Linked DNA regions of Zea mays: region 2 is linked to region 1. The links are chromatin contacts, called in public Hi-C maps. All regions are on one chromosome and are shown on one strand. The core of a region is the stretch at or near the end of the contact, and the rest is flanking DNA. Distances in the headings are between cores, read along the strand shown.

Region 1 (6,090 bases), core at 2,715-5,214:
TGCGATGTGTTCGTGAGAGGTCTAGGCTGTCGTCTCCCAGTCAACTTTGGGTTGCTGGACCGTTGTCTCCTTATATGTAATTATTTATTTTGTATAGAACTCCTATTATATAGTAAAGTTGTGACATTCGATCCTGTGCCATGAATCATCATATGTGTGAGACTTGGTCCCAGCACACCTGGTGATTATGTTCGCGCCCGGGTTTTGAACCCCTAAAATCCGGGTGTGACAACTACGGAGTTATTGGTTGGTAGTTTGGCACACGAAAATAGGAACAGTAGATCTATATATCAGGTCGGTACGCGCGATGTGGCCAGCAGAGCCGCCGCCGGCGTACTGTTTTTTTCAAGACGAACAGTAGATCTATATATTTCATACCATGTTTCTTGATTCTGCGAATGGAAACGAAGCCTGTCGCGTAGGACAGTTCGGCAAGGCCAAAGACCTGCCGGCGTGACGAAGAGTTGACGCAGATCTGATCTCGCAGCAACGTCGAGGTAGAGCGTGCTGATAACGTGTTGAGAAATACGTTACCACGGATCACCAGATCCGCTCCCTTCCCTCCCGTCAGCAGTAGAGGCGCAAGAAGATGTAGAGAACTCGTCTCCCTTCCCATAAGCACGACAGAGGAAACACACGAGACACTGGATATAGAGTTGGACCTCTGGCCTCTTTCTGATCTCTCTTCCATATAAGGGGTACAAGTTCTATATATAGAGACGCGATAGCCCTCAGGGCTATATTCGGTATTTGCCCACATAACCCTTAATTAGGGTTTCTCAACAGTTTCTTCCGCTCCCACTTGCGGGCCGCAGCCATCGTCTTCGTGCAGCTGCTGACAAAGCGGTCGAGCGCGTGAGGTGGTCGTGCGTGCGCCTCTGCCCGGTTCCGGCTCCGCTTGCAAAACACGCGAAGTTTTAGGAGGCCCCGGTCTAACAAGCTGCCGTTGTCCATGATGGCGACGGGGACGTGTGTGCTGTCGTGGCCACTGTCGACTTTGCAGCTGTTTTTTTTTTTTTTTACCCTCACGCGTTGAAGTCGAAGGCAGGACAAGAGAAGCGCGGAGAAATTCGCGTCGGAGGGCTGGGAGCGCCGCAGACTGGCCCGCGTCCTGATCTCGGAAGCCGCAGCCCAGCCCACACACATTGGTCATCGACTCGTGGTCCAGTCGTGTTACTCCTGGGCCTGAACCAGAACTCGTGGGCCGACAGGCACGCAAAGCACCTGACGCGCTGGGTCGTTGGGCCTTGAGCAGGACACGAGGACCACGAGGGCCTTGACCTGACGTGGTGCTGCTTTTGGAGTGCAGAGGAGAGCGGAAGGCCTTCCCTGCTCCGGCTGCCGCCAGGACAGGAGGGCTGGATGGAGGTCGACCGAGAGGGGAGAAGCAAAAAAAGAGTTCCCAGGCAGGTAAACAACTCGCGCCACAGCTAAACACTAGGCAGAAGAATCCCAGAGCATCGCGGTGCAGCAGCATTCATGGTGAGCTAGCTACAAGACAGCAATAGATCACGGCTACGATATAGCCCCCCTGGAACTGGAATCAAAACATGCCCAAACTACCAATAATATCATGGATGCTGTACCTACATTTGGAACCAACAACCAAGCCTGCAGGCAGCAGGATGATACACGGACCGCCGGCAACCAACATGCACGCGCGCGCATAGTGGCTCGCACTGTGCTCAGCTAGCTGCAGGCCAGGCCAGCGCTGCGCTGCTAGACTGGACAGGCCGGGGACGGGGTCAGGCTTCTCCAAGAAACGACAGACATGACAAAGTTCGGGGGGCACCAGTACTAGTACTAGTACAGTAGTACTACTGCACTAGCAGACTAGCAGTGCCCAGCCCCCTGCTTGATGCATGTGACCGGCTGACACACGGGGCGGGCGCTTTGCGCTGGCTCTCGCCTGTCTTGCATTGCCTTGCCTTGCCTTGCCGCCGATGGGTTTTCAGATTCCACCAGAATCTAGGTCAAAGCCTAGATTCCCCGACCCCGACCGTGTGGCGATGGGGGAAGCAAGCGTTCAGATTCCACCGCTTGAGGCCCCCCCAGCTTCACCACAAAAGGCAGAGAGAGAGACAGAGGAGAGGGAGTAGACTCCAAGAGCAAGCTAGGAGTATGCATGCGTATACGGACTAGTGGTACTAGCAGTGTGCATATTCTTCTCTCTCACACACACACTTCAGCTCGAAGACACAGCCGCCCGGTCCGTTCTAGCGTCCAGAAGAACCATCGACGACGACCCATCCATGTGGGTGAGGGTGCGAACAGGCACAACTAGGGATGGCAACGGGTTTGAAACCCGCGGGTAGATGGTTTTCAAACCCGCCTCCGCGGGTTTAATATTAAACCCGCACCCGTACCCGTTACCCGCGACGGGTACAATATGCTACCCATACCCGCGACCCGCGGGTGCCACAAACCCGCGGGCACATAATTATACACATATATTTATACATATATCATCTATATATACATATATTTATACACACATATAACTATACATATACAAATATGTATATATATAATATACACACATATAAAATTACATATATACACACATATATATATATACATACATACATATATATATATATATATATATATCCATTGCGGGTACGCGGGTTTGCGGGCACGGGTATAACATTTTCATACCCGCGAGAAAAAAACTCGTCGGATTGAGAATCAAACCCGCACCCGTACCCGCGGGTACAAACTCACACCCAAACCCGCACCCTATAGGGTTTTTACCCGCGGGCACGCGGGTAAAATGTGCCCGTTGCCATCCCACAGCGGAGATCACAGATCATTGGTGGCAAAACGCTGGTGGCCAATGGCAGGCCCGTCTTTTGTATAAAATGACTCGACGGAAAGATGCACGGGAACCTCTTGCTCTTGGGCCACACCACGTGAAGACCGAAAAAGGCGCTGTCCGTCCATCACGGTGTGCGATGCCTGGCCTGCCGGGATTCTACAAAATATAGTATAATAATAATAAGTAGCACCAGACGTAGAACAAAGTTATTCTCCTTTTTTTACATTTATAATAAATAAATATATATATATATATATATATAGCAGCAGCGGCAGGATCTACAAAAAGAAGTCCAGCTGATAATTATTGGCTACTCCGGCTGTGTACTCGCTAGCTCGACGGGTAAACCGTGTGCTGCGCGCTCTTCACTGCACCATGCATCTGATCAACTATAGCTACACTCCACGCAACGCAAGCTAGCCGACTCGACAGCATACGGGTCGGACGCATATATGCCCATGCAATGCATGCACGGCCTGGTTGGCTGGGGAAGCCTTGGCCATTTTCTACTTCGGGTTCTCGGGCAAGGTAGCTAGGCTACTAGGCAGTAGCGCCGCGCCACGCCGTGGGGCCCGGCGATGGGCGTACTTGCGGCCGGTGGGGATTGGCCGCGCGCCAACCGAGGTGGGAGCCCGGAGCTAGCCGCCCCCCGCCCGTCAGGCGTGCACGCCGACAGCGGCGCGGGCGCACCGGCTGAGCAGTGAGCACTGAGCAGGCATTCAGCAGGCGAGAGTACTCTGACGCGTCTTGTCCCGGTCCGAGTCCGGTCCCGTCCCGTCCCATCAGCGCGCGTCCGGCGTCCCTTCACAAGACTCGACGGCGAAACGCGACGTGCGCGCAAGCAGCACATGCCACGCGACGCACCAAAGGCCGGCCGGCCGGCAGGCAGGGTGGTACTGGTACAGCGTCGATCCACCACGCGACCCGGCCCGGCCCCCGGGCACCAGGCGTTGCGGTGGCGGGGGCAGCGGCGAGGCGTAAAGGAGCGCGGCTGACTCGACCGGAGAGGAAAGGGCGTACTCTACAGCAGTGGCGAGGGGCCGGGCCGACGGAACCCACGGCAAGCCGAGCGGAGCGGAGGTGCCTCTCGCTTTTGCCTGGCGTCGATTACTGGGATCCCGTGTCGTTTTTCTCGAACCAGAACGCATGGCTCGTCTTTTTATCGCGCGGTACCCGCGGCCTGATCGCGGTTTGTACTCATCCAAGTGTGCTTTAACCGTCGCATTCTCGAAGAGGACATCAATATCGTTTGGTGTCTCCAACTGCTATTAAGGCTAATCACAGTGAGAATTTCATTTCTCTATTTTCAAAAATGTCATGTCAGTTTTATGGATGAATGAAACATCCTCTCTCAATAGAGAGTTTCATCTCACTGTTTCATATGTCAACATACTTCTTAAATGCTGCATATAAATAATCAATAGGATTTACTCAATTATATGAAGATGAAACAAAACACTCTCAGTGGAGGTTTCACACAGTTTTCAAGACCTTGGAAACGAGTTAACATGGTTTCATCCCCATGAAACTCCATGAAACTCTTCCTTATTAAATGTTATGACATGTCATCAAATAGCTGATGTGGCAGGCTAATTAATACGTGAAACACCTCATAAAATCTCTATTGTGATTAACCTAATGTACTCGGCTCGGTGCCGGTTGATCTAACATATATTAGAATCAGTTGTAGGCTCAGCCAATATTACTGTACATGCTTTATAAAGTCTCTACCTCCTTCAGTTGGTACTACAAGAGCAGGGAGATCCACTTGTTACTTGTTTTTGTTTATATTTTTTTAAATTGTGTGGTTGATTATATTTATACCCAAATAAATCTCTAGAGGTCTTTTTTTTTCAGGTTCCCGCCAATAGACCTTTAGCACCGATTCTTTGTATGAACCAATACTAAATGCCCCTTATAAATTCGGTCTTCCATGTTTTCTTCTCATTCTCAATTTTCTTCTGGTGCCCTACACAGTGGACCCATCGAGCCCTCTCACCGCACCGCCACGGAATGTTTTAAGCACCCTCTAATAAGCTTAATAAATTTTATGTAACTGGCCTTATAAACAGATGGGAAACGTCACGTAGTAAACAAGGCGAAACAACTGCTACATTGGCTGGTAAATAGGCAGAGGACTATGGAGGAAATAAACTACTCATAAAACTTGAGAGTGTTTTGTCTAGAGATGGTAATAAGGACCCGATCTCCGATTCCCTGCGGGGAATTCCTCTATTAGGGGATGGGGATGACAAAGTTTCTTCCCCTATGGGGATTTAAACGGGAAAAAATTCTCTCTCGATAGGTAAACAGGGATGGGGACGAGGAAGCATTCTCTGTCTCCGTTCCCGCGGGGACCCGTTAAACTTACATATGACAATGTTTTCATGTAATAGTTAATGGTAAAAATAAATAATGATCTTGTCAAGAGATCATCCGTTGTTCAAATGTGTTTATTTTAATGTACATATAATGATTTTTACATCTAACAATATGTATAAGTGACGATGTTTTATATTAATAATAAATAGAGTAGATTTAATTATAATTTAAGCGGGGACGAGGATCCCGATGGGGATGGAGAAAAATATCCCCGCAAACATTCGTGGGATCCCTACAGAATAATCTTTTCGTTGCGGAGACAAGGAGCTACAATCCGACAGAGAATTCACCATTGTCATCCCTAATTTGGTCATATATGGAGCCGAGGACTCATGTCCTTCACAAATACTGAATGCGTATGTGCGTGCTATATATTTTTATTTGCGAGACACATTTATCCCCTCTCTATATATCGGCAGTCGTTCAGCGGTCTGTGTCAACACGATCTTCCAATACAAACTAATAAAATCAAGCTACAAGTAAAGTTTTCAAATATCAAACTAGCTGATGCCTGGAGTTCGATGAACAAACATATCGGTTTCAATTTGGTACCTAAAGTCCAATTAAGATCCTGCTCACTAGATCTAGGAATACAAAATGCATTTGTCTTGGCTGTTAAGGAAACGGAGCCAGCAGAACCATGGTCCGTTTTTATTTTTTGGCAAGAAAAGGCGCTTTTAATCTGTTGCTGGTGCAAACTAAAGAAGGGAAAAGGCGAAACAAAAAAAAAGGGAAGGCTGGAGGAGGTGGGTGCAGCAGCAGAAAACGATGGGTACTTGGGCGGGCGACGTGGAAAGCGGCCGCGTTCTTTTACACGGCGATGGTTTTGCCATCCCTTCGCTTTTTTTCCCACCTCCTTTTTTCCCACCGCGCGTTTGCGAGCTCGAGCC
Region 2 (5,984 bases), core at 2,094-4,593, 160 kb before region 1:
GTCCTACGGGGGTGAGGTTGGTGGCGTGCTCTTTGTGCATCCACTCCAGGACGGCGATGGCAGGCACCCCGTCAGAAAAGATGAGACGGGTGCGCTGCGCTCGGACGGCGAGTCGGCGACACAGGCACCTGCCAGATATGCCTGATCGGAGTCTCACTCGCTATACGAGAAGAGAACCACTCCATTCTGGAGACGGCAAACAATCCAGTGACGAGACCACATCAGCGGACGGAGCCATTCGAACGTCTCGAGTAGATAGATGGTAATAGAACACAATGCAAATGTCTTTTTTTTTTTAACAGAAGAAGCCGCTTTATATTGATTGCGTCGGCGGCGATCACGGGCAGCACTGCACAGCCAGCGTCCACTTTACCCGTATCGATCGAGTGCGCGACTGGGATGGGCCTTTTTGACTTGCAATGCCAAAAAGCCACATCACTACGTATTGGCTTCCGTGAACTTGAAGCACGAGCAACCAAAAAGCATACTGGAGTACGTCCCTTCTGCTTCTTCATGCGATCGAGGGCCGGCGCTCCTCCATCCAGACACTCCAGGGTCCATGCCTCCACCAGTTGCGGTTGCGGTGCGTGGATGGGAAAGGAGTAGTACAAATCATCTATTCCTATCCATTTCTGGTCTCATCCGCTCCCCACCTGCCGCCCCGGCCCACCCACTTGCACACCTCGCCCCAAATCACCACCGCCTGATCACTGATGCGACGCCCAACTGTTTGATTGCATTCAAGCTGCCGGTGTTTCGCTGGCCTCTCAAGTCACAAGGCGATTGATGTCACCGTTATAGCGCACAGTAAAGTTGGATGCGCCAAGAGCTAGCTGAAGCTTTGCCAACAACGGCTGCAGTTGTTGGGAGCTCCGGTGGCCACCCGTTTCTAATAAATTGCAGAGCTCGATTAGCTCATCCAGAATTAACAAGCATATCGGCGTCGCAGCACGCAAGGGTATGGGTCTGATGAGACGATGACGCAGTTTTCTAGTGCGTGGTGCCTATTCTATCTATATCTATCCATCAAAGGCGTGGCCGACGAAAGCGGTTCGGTTCGCTTGCCGGAAACGCAGCGTCCCCCGCCGGCGCACTCTCGCCAAGGCGTGGCTTCCCGGCCGCAACCACGCGTGCGCCGCGCGGACGATTTTCCCGTCCCCTCCTCCCCTTCCCTTCCGTCCCAAAGGTGGCGCGTCGCGCTTCACCTTTCACAACGGCGGAGCCCACTCGTGGATCCCCTTCCCTTGCCTGGACCAGAACCGCCGGCCGTACCGCGCTCGTGCTGCCCTTCTACAATCTATCTACGAGCCTTGTGTTCAAGAGTTCCTTCCGGTAGCGAGTTTCTGTCGTCGTCGGTATAGGTTGCAGAGCGCATCGGGCAGCAGGAGCAGTTCTCCGACACAAATTAAAATAATAAAAAAACGAGTCGAAAATGTCCGGATGTGCATCGGGCAAGGACGTTGCCATCGCGCCTCACCGGCGGCGCATCAATGTGACCAACACGCATTTGCGTTCCTGATGACCTGGTTATTGACCCGGTTGTTCAAGTGAAGCATTGTCCTCCGCAGCTCCGCTTGAAGCATCCTAGCACGATGTGCTGCATCTGAGGTCAAGTTTTTTTTTTTCTAGTGAAAAAAAGACGACTACCACGCTTGCACAGTTTGCACAGGAGCTGTCCACTGGTGGCGATGTCGGCTCTGCAGTCTGCACAGTTTGCACAGGAGCTGGAGCTCTCTGCTGTTCAGTGTGGTGCTATTTGGAGGAGCCGTTTTGCCAAACCATTTGTAAAATGTACGGGCTCCTGCAAAGAAGCTAATTCTTTAGAAAAGCCCGAACCGGAGCCATTTTTAGAGGAACTGGAGTCCTCCCAAACGGGCCCTTAATTAATACGTAGAACGGCTCCAACATCACCATCGGCATGGCATGGCATGGTGGAGCATCCAGAACCACACGTCGTTAGTGATGACCTGGTCCTCGGTCCACTTGCAAATCAATTGGATGGAGGGGAGCTACCACGCTTTGAATTTTTTCCCTCCACCCGGCCTTATTTTCTTGCTCTGTTGCTGTCCAACAATTGAATGGTTTTTTTGTTCCTCATGTGTGTGTGTGTGTTTTTTTCTCACAAAAAATAGTTTTGACGAAACAACCTTATCACGTGGCTACGTAGACTTCTGGAACAATGATTGACCAATATAAATAAAAAAAAACTCACCAATCGTACAGTTGCCGGTAGCAGGACCTACAATGGGCGATATATAATTGAAGAGGTACGATTCAAATTTGTCCTTTATTAAGGTCCAAATCAATGGTACCCACGACCTCTATCGGCTCTCCTGGATCCAGAACGTTCAAAACTCACCTTTGTTTCTGCTACACGAATTCAGAAGCGTCACCAGCTCCATCACACTTGTGCCCAACATAAATGGGAGAGCAAAACAAGATAGTTAAATAGTTCGCCAAGCCAAATTTTAACTACTTAACAGTAAAATAACTCTCACTAGTCACCTGGCTAGCAAAACGAGATAGATAATCTGTTGGAGAGAGATGCTACATATATAATGTAATCTTTATAAAAGGATAAATAAAGAGTAAAATAGAGTGCTAAAAATAAAGAGTCTCTTGAAGATGCCTTTTGAACTAGGTTCTGCCTTATAACTATTAAAATGGCTCTTTCAATCCTCAAACTATGCACTTTAGGCTTAGATTTATCCGCAAACCATCAAGCTGGATGTCAATTTAGTATTTTCACTTTGGTAGTTCATGCATAAACCTAAAACCGAAGTTTAAGGACTGAAACAGCAATTATCAAGGGACGAAATTGAGTCTCACACGATAAACGAGGGACCAAAATGACTATTTTGCAAATTTGAAATCTTATCAAACTCACATGTCACGTTTCCATGATTAAAAAAAAGAATGGATGTAGTGGAACGAAGTTCTTCCGCATCTAGCTCTTGGTGCAATCCAAAAGGCAAATTCCAGAGGACAAAGGGCGCCACCATTGGCAAGTCAATCCAGCCCACTACGCTCCCGATCACACGAGACAAGGCGCACACGTGGCGGATAAGGACTGGCTGCGACTTGGCATTCGCGCGGGAAGGATGACGCCATGGACACGAGACGAGAGCAACAGGCCTGCTTCCAAATTGCATTTAATATATTTTTTCGAGCATCATTGTTTAGTTGATTAATCGAATCATTTTGTGCTAATCCACCCAGCAGAAGAAATCGCAAACAACGGCGAGGAAGAGATGCCCGCTTGGCTTCGCGTGCACGGCCTCAAGCCTGGCAGTGGCACTATATAAAGGCCTGGCCGAGAGACCTTTCTTCCCCAGAGAGGCGCCTCAACTCAACCCCACCCCCCCACAAGAACAACAAGCCACATCCCATCCCAACTCCACGGTGAGGTTTGAGCGATCCGAGCAAAAAAAATCAACCGAGGCGCAGCAACGCAGGTTCGTTCTCTGAACTCTCTGGTTCTTTTAGCAGCAGGGACGCGCAGCACAAGAAAGGTCCGGTTCAAGAGGCTCTTCTTTTGGGTTTATTAGAATCCTCAAAGGAAGCGTGTTCTTGGGTTAGGATTTTTTTTTCTCACCTCATCACACCTCTCCTAGGAGGAGCAGAGATCCAGAGAACCTTTTTTCTCTTCTGGATTCTCACCGCTTCTTTTTTTTTTCTCTGCACAAACACACCCTCGTTTCTCTACTTTTATTGAGGAACAGGGCTGATTTCCAAACTTTTTCCTACCCCTGTTTTCATAAACAAGCTCCTTTTATTTCTTCCCGTTTTAAGTTCTGCCCAGCCTCTTCTTCTAGCTCCATCCAAGCTTTCTCCATCTAGTAGTTCCAATGGCCGCAGCCATAGACATGTACAAGTACTGCAATACCAGCGCACACCTTATCGCCTCCTCGTCCCCCTCGGATCAGGAGCTCGCGAAAGCACTCGAGCCTTTTATAACGAGTGCTTCCTCCCCCTACCATCGCTACTCGTTGGCCCCAGATTCTTACATGCCTACACCCTCCTCCTACACCACCTCGCCTCTTCCCACCCCCACCTCCTCGCCTTTCTCGCAGCTTCCGCCACTCTACTCGTCGCCTTACGCGGCTTCGACGGCGTCGGGCGTGGCTGGGCCGATGGGCCTGAACCAGCTCGGCCCGGCCCAGATCCAGCAGATCCAGGCCCAGCTCATGTTCCAGCACCAGCAGCAGAGGGGCCTGCACGCGGCGTTCCTGGGCCCGCGGGCGCAGCCGATGAAGCAGTCCGGGTCGCCGCCGGCGCAGTCGAAGCTGTACCGCGGCGTGCGCCAGCGCCACTGGGGCAAGTGGGTGGCGGAGATCCGCCTCCCCAAGAACCGCACGCGGCTGTGGCTCGGCACCTTCGACACCGCCGAGGGCGCGGCGCTGGCCTACGACGAGGCGGCCTTCCGCCTCCGCGGCGACACGGCGCGCCTCAACTTCCCGTCCCTCCGCCGCGGCGGCGGCGCGCGCCTCGCCGGCCCGCTCCACGCCTCCGTGGACGCCAAGCTCACCGCCATCTGCCAGTCCCTGGCGGGGTCCAAGAACAGCTCGTCCAGCGACGAGTCGGCCGCGTCCCTGCCGGACTCCCCCAAGTGCTCAGCGTCGACGGAGGGGGATGAGGACTCGGCCTCCGCCGGCTCCCCTCCTTCCCCGACGCAGGCGCCGCCCGTGCCGGAGATGGCGAAGCTGGACTTCACCGAGGCGCCGTGGGACGAAACGGAGGCCTTCCACCTGCGCAAGTACCCGTCCTGGGAGATCGACTGGGATTCCATCCTCTCATGAACGATCAACTACAACTAGTATTTTAGTAGTAGCAGCAGCAGCAGCAGCAAGGTTCAGTCAGTGATAGCTCTGTGTAATTTTCGATTTGGGGTTTGCAGCTGCGGTGGATCGATGGCATTTTAGACATCGGCCATGGCGGCTGTGTTGTGATGCAGAAGTAAACGTACGTGCTAATCTCCTGGTTGAGCTGCCGGTTGTTTTTTCTCACGGCACGGCCAGTCGAGAAAGTCAGTGTAATCCCCTGTTATGATCTCCTCTGTTGCAACTTAATTAATTCTTCTGGCGTATGTATGTAACCATGTGTGTTCATCTTGAACGTATCGTGATGCTGTGCGTCTTTCTTGGTCTCACGTCGCATCTATGGTGTGCGCACTTGTGACTTGTGATCTAATAGCTGTTGAGCTGTGCCTTTTGGCTCCTGATTTTGTTTTCTGCTCTAGCTGTAAAGCAAAATCATGCTGCCAGCCGCCTGTTGGAAACAAGCCAAAGAATTTGATGTTGCTTGAAATTATTTGTACTGCAAACCCACATGGAAAGGTTTTCAGCGTGGGGAGTGTAAACTGTCAAAGCACGGACGGAGGCAAAGTATGGCTGAGAGAAAGAGAAGGGTGCGGATAGCGCTGGACGAAATGCTCGCTGGCTCGCTCAGTTTATGGTCGGATTGGTTCGTTTGAATTTTTTTCACGAACTGAGTTGATATTCTAGCTCGGTTCGTTAACGAGCCAGCTCGCGAGCTAAACGAGCTACCATATTCCAGCAAAATGGAACTATATGCATATCATTTACATAATAATTGATGAACATGTTATATATGTGAGGTGTCTATGGCCTATGAATTAAACTAATGAATAATGAACTATGTCTATGTGTTAATTTGGTCTATGCAAATATAATTATGGGTTAAACTGATGAACATGTATGTGAATTGTGAATTAATTAGTGATGAATTGTGCTAATTTGGTGTTACATTGACGCGGTTTGTAAAACTATGAGTATAATTACTATTCTATTGTTAAATTAGTTTGAAATTAACTAAAAATAATTATTATGTATATATTATTTTTTTCTGCTCTGGCTCGCGAGCTAAACGAGCCAGCTCGAGTTCATAAACGAGCCGAGCCGAGCTGACTCTGTGGCTCGTTATCTTAACGAGCCGAGCCGAGCTGGCTCGTCAGCTTAACGAGC

The links. Hi-C and Micro-C count contacts between places; a contact is called where the count stands out from the background.
Region 2: a contact with region 1 is called in a Hi-C map of tassel, with 2.4 times the contacts expected there. The contact joins the promoter of LOC100502435 here to the promoter of LOC100381726 in region 1. A contact is called at or near these places in 9 of 25 Hi-C or Micro-C datasets (bundle sheath, ear, endosperm and 3 more) and 1 of 3 datasets of contacts at active chromatin or transcription factors (leaf).

The regions. Positions count from the first base shown.
Region 1 is chr4:185,835,231-185,841,320 of Zm-B73-REFERENCE-NAM-5.0, reverse strand. It overlaps LOC100381726, which reads right to left and starts at 3,964. Exons shown (of 1, transcript NM_001174533.1): 1 at 2,535-3,964. The coding sequence starts at 3,668. The coding sequence ends at 3,351.
Region 2 is chr4:185,991,087-185,997,070 of Zm-B73-REFERENCE-NAM-5.0, reverse strand. It overlaps LOC100502435 (putative AP2/EREBP transcription factor superfamily protein), which reads left to right and starts at 3,343. Exons shown (of 1, transcript NM_001196913.1): 1 at 3,343-5,093. The coding sequence starts at 3,849. The coding sequence ends at 4,799.